Linked DNA regions of Mus musculus: region 1 is linked to region 2. Evidence: chromatin contacts called from public HiChIP or PLAC-seq data. All regions are on one chromosome and are shown on one strand. Each heading gives the region's core, a stretch centred on a gene start, on an enhancer-like site or on the middle of the called end of the contact. The rest is flanking DNA. Distances are from core to core; before and after follow the strand shown.

The links. HiChIP or PLAC-seq counts read pairs in DNA pulled down with a chosen protein or histone mark.
Region 1: an H3K27ac HiChIP or PLAC-seq map of microglia shows a contact between it and region 2, with 5 times the contacts expected there. The contact joins the promoter of Ttc30a2 here to the enhancer-like site in region 2. A contact is called at or near these places in 3 of 484 Hi-C or Micro-C datasets (the Ba/F3 cell line, CD4 T cells and embryonic fibroblasts) and 4 of 115 datasets of contacts at active chromatin or transcription factors (embryonic stem cells, large pre-B cells, memory CD8 T cells and 1 more).

Annotation. Positions count from the first base shown.
Region 1 is chr2:75,976,801-75,979,500 of GRCm38.p6, forward strand. Ttc30a2 (tetratricopeptide repeat domain 30A2) reads right to left here and starts at 1,379. Exons shown (of 1, transcript NM_001081228.1): 1 at 1-1,379. The coding sequence starts at 1,366. Ttc30a1 (tetratricopeptide repeat domain 30A1) reads right to left here. Exons shown (of 1, transcript NM_030188.3): 1 at 2,306-2,700.
Region 2 is chr2:75,719,084-75,721,783 of GRCm38.p6, forward strand. No RefSeq gene overlaps it. Among named protein-coding and RNA genes, the nearest start is that of E030042O20Rik, 14 kb to the left of the region's middle. Within about 2 kb of position 1,393, at least 44 of the 459 cell types and tissues checked have an H3K27ac peak or open chromatin away from gene starts, as enhancers often do. A contact at or near this core is called in memory CD8 T cells and microglia, where this site is marked.

The sequences.
Region 1 (2,700 bases), core at 129-2,628, 260 kb after region 2:
GGTCATTACAGAATTCCACAGATTTGCGGAAGATCTTCTCTACCATTGGGTAATTCTCAAGATTCCAGTAGATTTTTGCCTGGGCCATCAGTACAGGAATATATTTCTCAAGAGTTTCATCATATTCATTCACAGCCTTTATGACAACTTCATCATCTCTGTTATGCCTTGCTTCTTGAACTTGCTTAGTGAGTCTCCTGAGCTGCTCAGTCAGCATGCCAGCCAACCCATCAAGTTTAATGAAAGCCTCTTCAGGAGCTGTCTGGCAAGTGATCATGGCATCCAAGAAGTCATAGAGATAGGGTGTGAGGAACTTGTAAGTCAAGTGGGCATTTTCTGCCAGGACATCAGCTGCCAGGTCAAAATACTCATATTTACAGTAGAGCAGCAGCAGGTTGCCAAAGGTCTCTGGGGGAAAGGGGTTCTGCTGGAGCAGAAACTGGAGCTTTTCAAAGCCCTCTGTGGGCTTGGCATCCATGTTCATCAGAGCCTGGTTGTGGAGGGTTACGGGGTCCAGCTCTTCCTCTGCTCTGGGTGGCATGTCAGTGAGGGCTTCCTGGGCTGCCTCGTAGTTTCTCAGCTGGTACTCTATGGCTGCCTTGAGGTTGAAGGCTTCGACCAGAGCAGTCTGGTGAAGGACTACAGTGTTGCCAACACTGCGAACATCAATGCCCTCCGTGGTCATGCCCACACCGAGTTCTGGGTGTTGACGGATGCCACGCTCAATGATATTGGCAATATGCTTCAGTGCTGGGGCATAGTGCCTGTTGCTGTAACAAGCTAAAGCTAGGTTGTAAGATACATCGGGCTGGTAGCCAGAAGCCTGCAAAGCCGCAAAGAATTTGGAGCAGGCAGCTTCATAGTGTCCCTCCTTGTAGAGCAGACAACCCATGTTGACCAAACCATCTGGGTCATTCTCCCCTCCACTGTCTTCTCCAGCTTCCCCACTCAGCAGCTGCTCCACCAGGCTCCTGGCTCCTGGGAGGTCACCTTCACTGTACTTGATAGCAGCTTGTAAACGAAGGACTCGGCTATAGAAGGTGGGGTTGTCCAGGAGGAAGGCGACCCTGGTGGCCTCTGGATACAGGCAGGCCTTGTACAGCGCCTGGGCCTGGTACAGGCGGTACTGCTCGAGTTCCGGGTGCATCTGGCTCAGCTGCTCATAGCACTCTGCAGCGAGCTCGAACTCCTGCAGGCGGTAGTAGCAGTAGGCCAGCAGCGACAGCCCTGCGCGGCTGCGGGAGCTCCTCTGCAGCTCTGCGCTCAGCAGTTGCACCGCCTCTGAGTAGCGGGAGTCGCGGATGAGCCTGTACACCACTGCTGTGAACTCACCGTCGGGGATCTGGGAGTTGCTCAGCCCTGCCATAACTGTCAAGATTGAGTGTGCTTGTTCCCATGGCAACAAGCCAACGGAAACGGAAGTCTGGAGATTTTTTTTTTTTTTAACGTATCCAGGAAGTTGGTTTCTAAGAGAAGTATCTAGCCATTCTTGGAAGGGAAGTGTGATTTGGAAGGGAAGTTCACTAAGTTCCTGAACATAAAGTAGAAGAATATATGTATATATTCTTCTGTGTTTTTCTTAAACATGAAATCCTCATATTTTGAGTGAACAGCAACAGGTCAAATAATAATGTAAAAACACTTTACAGTCAAATCTCTGACACACCTGCTACTATTTCTCTACCTAAAGGGATGACTGTATGTGTATGAATATAGATGCTTCATATATCTACACAACCCCTGTAAAAATATTAACCATTCCCCGTTTCTGGAAGAAAAAAGGCATTTTATTATAGGAACAGCATAATTGAAAGCTGTTGTTGCATTGCAAGAATTTGGTGGTTTTGTGCGTTTCAAACTTTCAAAGCCTAATTTTTTTGATGTTTTGAAAGATAGACTGATAATTATTAAAAACAAAAGAACATCATGGAAAAATAGGGTTTACTTTATGCCTTTGGGAACTGGAGGGTTCTAGCCCAGCAAGGAGCACTCTCCATGGGCTACCTGTGAGAGGTAACTGGGATGGCTGTGGCCACAAAAATGGTAAAATGAAGGAAAAAAAATTCAGATGCTCTTTATGTAACTTTAAATAATGTAAGTATAACTTCACGTATCAATATTTATATTCCATTAATGCCAGAAGGGACTTTGATAATGTCAAATAGAATAAAATGTACTTCCCTTTCTGAAGATACTAAGAGATGAAACTCTAGGATTAATGTCGTCTAATACCTACATCTGATAGGAATTAAACATTGATTTTAAAATTATTTATATTATCAAACACTACAAAAGGTCAATTATGAACAGTAAAAAATCAGATATTTATCAGTTGTTTATTAGCTTCAAAGAACAGTACTATTTTTTTTTTAGAAACAATTTCACAGTGAATTTTGAACATTCTAGGAAAGAGCCACTAACAACATGAAAACTGTTGTTAAATGTTACTTCTTCCTTTAAAAAATAAAACAAAACCCCAAAACAATGAAAATCTTTAAAATCTACAATTGTACAAAACTTCTACACAACAAAGAGAATGATCATAAGGATAAACTAAAGCAGAGCATGTAATTCCTGAAACTACTTCTAAAGCCCAAATGTCATGTAGCTAAGGCCCATGGCAGATACGTGTCCTCCATGGGTAAAATGATGTTGTTCACAAACAACAAAGCACAGTATGAAACAGCAACGAAAAGATGT
Region 2 (2,700 bases), core at 143-2,642:
ATTTCCTGGTCAACCATTTACTTTTCTATTTGAGGAGACTGAGGGGTCAACTGGTTACTGATCACCACCTGCTATGGACAGAAATCAGAAAAAGAATGACATTTCTCAACTCTTGGTCTTCTGTTTATCCCATGCAAACAAGCTGAGTTCCCCTTTGAAGGTCATACTTAACTGAGCCATACTGAACCATACGTAAATGATCAGATTAAATATTACTTACATATAAAATTTTGGATTCTGAGGGGGATTAATATAACCTAGTGAGGGTGAGTTATTGCATTTATTTTTATAAATATTCTCTACAAATCTAGGAGATGTAATTGGTTCTAATATAAATTAGACTATGGCAGTTTATTTTTTTTAAGTAACTGGCTGAAAGTTCAAGAAAAACTGATCCTGAAAATGGTTGGTTCCAAAGCCCAGGCTTAGTCCACCGGAGGTCAGGGCTCTGGAGTCTCTTGACTCATGCTGTATTTACTGAGCTCACTCATAGCAGGGTTCCCTGAAGATTCCACTTTTCCACATTCTGTTTAATTAATTCCCCAAGGGCAGAACAACAAAGTGTTTTTCACTAGAGAAAGCATGCAAACAGATACAAGAAGAGGATTTCCACATGAAGGAACTCTGAAGTGGAGGCCAGAGAGACAGTCGATTGTAGATCTTTATTTTCTTCTCCGTGGAAAGGTCTAAGGACAAAGTATAGCATATGCTGATGAGACCATAAGCTGCTGTGCCCATTGCAATTGTTCTAATAAATTAAATTCCTCTAGTTGCATGCTTCTAGAGAGCTTAGCCGTTAGGTGACCTTTACTATCAGCCTGGAATGGTTCCTTCCTCTGGGGAAGGTCTAGATCACACTATCCATCACATTTCCTCTATCCTAATGAAAGATGGGATATGTCTGTCTGTGGAGTTCATAAACTAAAAAGTTTATGTCTGAGATATAACAATTCACTTGCAACTGGATATGAGGACAGGAGGTTTCTCTCTTCTAGCATACATTGTAGAAGGAGGATCTCTGAGTTTGAGGCCAGCCTGGTCTACAGAGAGAGTTCCAGGACAGCTAGGGCTATGCAGAGAAACCCTGTCTTGCAAAAAACAACAAAACAAAACAAAAACACAGTGGAACTGTAGACCTATGAATAGTAATAGCAACCTAAAAACTAAAGCCAATATTTAGTGGTCACTAGGGATCATGTGCTTTGTATCTGATCATGGTTTATTTTGAGTCTTTGAAAAAGAAAAAAAGAAAGACATAGGTAGATTATTATCCCCTTAACAACCTAGGAAGGCCGAGTGAGATGACTCAGTGGGGAAAAGTGTTTGCTGATAACCTTGACAAGCTGAGCTCAGTCACCAGGACCCACGCGTGGGAAGGAAAGAATCGACTCCTGGAAGTTGTCCTCTTTTGATCTCCGTGCATACAGACACACAGACACAGACAGACAGAAGGCAGGCACACACACACCACAAAAGACACATCTTTTTTCTTTTTTTTTAACTGAGAAACTGAGGCCTATAGAGAATACTTTTTCTCTGTGCTCTAGCAGCTGAACACTGCCTTTCGATTTTGTCTATTTTTGGCTTTTTTTTTGGTTTTGGTTTTGGTTTTGGTTTTTTTGTTTTTTTGTCTCTAAGACATAGTCTGACTCTGAAGCTCTGGCCAGCATCTAATTACAAAGACCTTCCTGTCTCGGTCTCCCAAGTGCCGGGATTACAAGAACCGGACAACATGTCCAACTACAATTCTTAAGTGTAACGTCATACTGTGAACCACGGGTGTTTCCAAAATTGCAAAATTAATTTGGAAAGTTATCTAGAACCATTTTGATGTTCTAAAAACATTTAAAAATGTTTGGGCAAGGGACTGGAGAGGTGATGGCTCAATGGTTAAGAGCACTGACTGCTCTTCCAGTGGTCATGAGTTCAATTCCTAGCAACCCCATGGTGGTTCACAACCATCCATAATGAAATAGGATGTCCTTCTCTGGTGTGTCTGAAGACAGCAACAGTGTACTTACATACATTAAATAAATAAACAAACAAACAAACAAACAAATAAATAAATAGATATTTTAAAAAAATGTTTGGGCAAAAAGTGTCCAGATAGTTGATTACCCATTTAAAACAAAAACAAAAACAAGAACAAAAACAAAACCCAAAACCAACAACACTTGAATACTTAGTGAGCAGTAGCCTGCTGGTGGGGGCTGGGTGGGAGGTGAGGGACTTGAGTTAAATACAGATTTTACCTTTAAATCCCAACAGCCCAGAAATAAAATATCACAATCGCCCATACTCAAGAAGTAATGAAGATCCACTCTTAGGCTAGAGGGCCAGAGTTTCCTTTTTATTTTATGCAAAAATGACATAATTTCTTTCCTTCATTCCTTTCTTTTTAGGTTATAGGAATTAAACTCGGAACCTTACCTATGCAAGGCACGTTTTGTTTTCTCGTTTTTAGATTGAGATCTATCTGACATACAATACATGGCACAGATGGACGTACATAATTTGGTAAGCGCATGTACATCCCTACACACACTAATGAAGGTAATAAGCAACTTCTCATTCCAGAGCTGTGCTCCTCCTGTGCTGCTGGGGGTCTAACTCGGGGCCTTCTAGCTGTCTCACAAGTACTATGCCACTGAACTACATCCAAGGTAAAACACTTGCTCTGGGCTCAATTTTAATCCTACT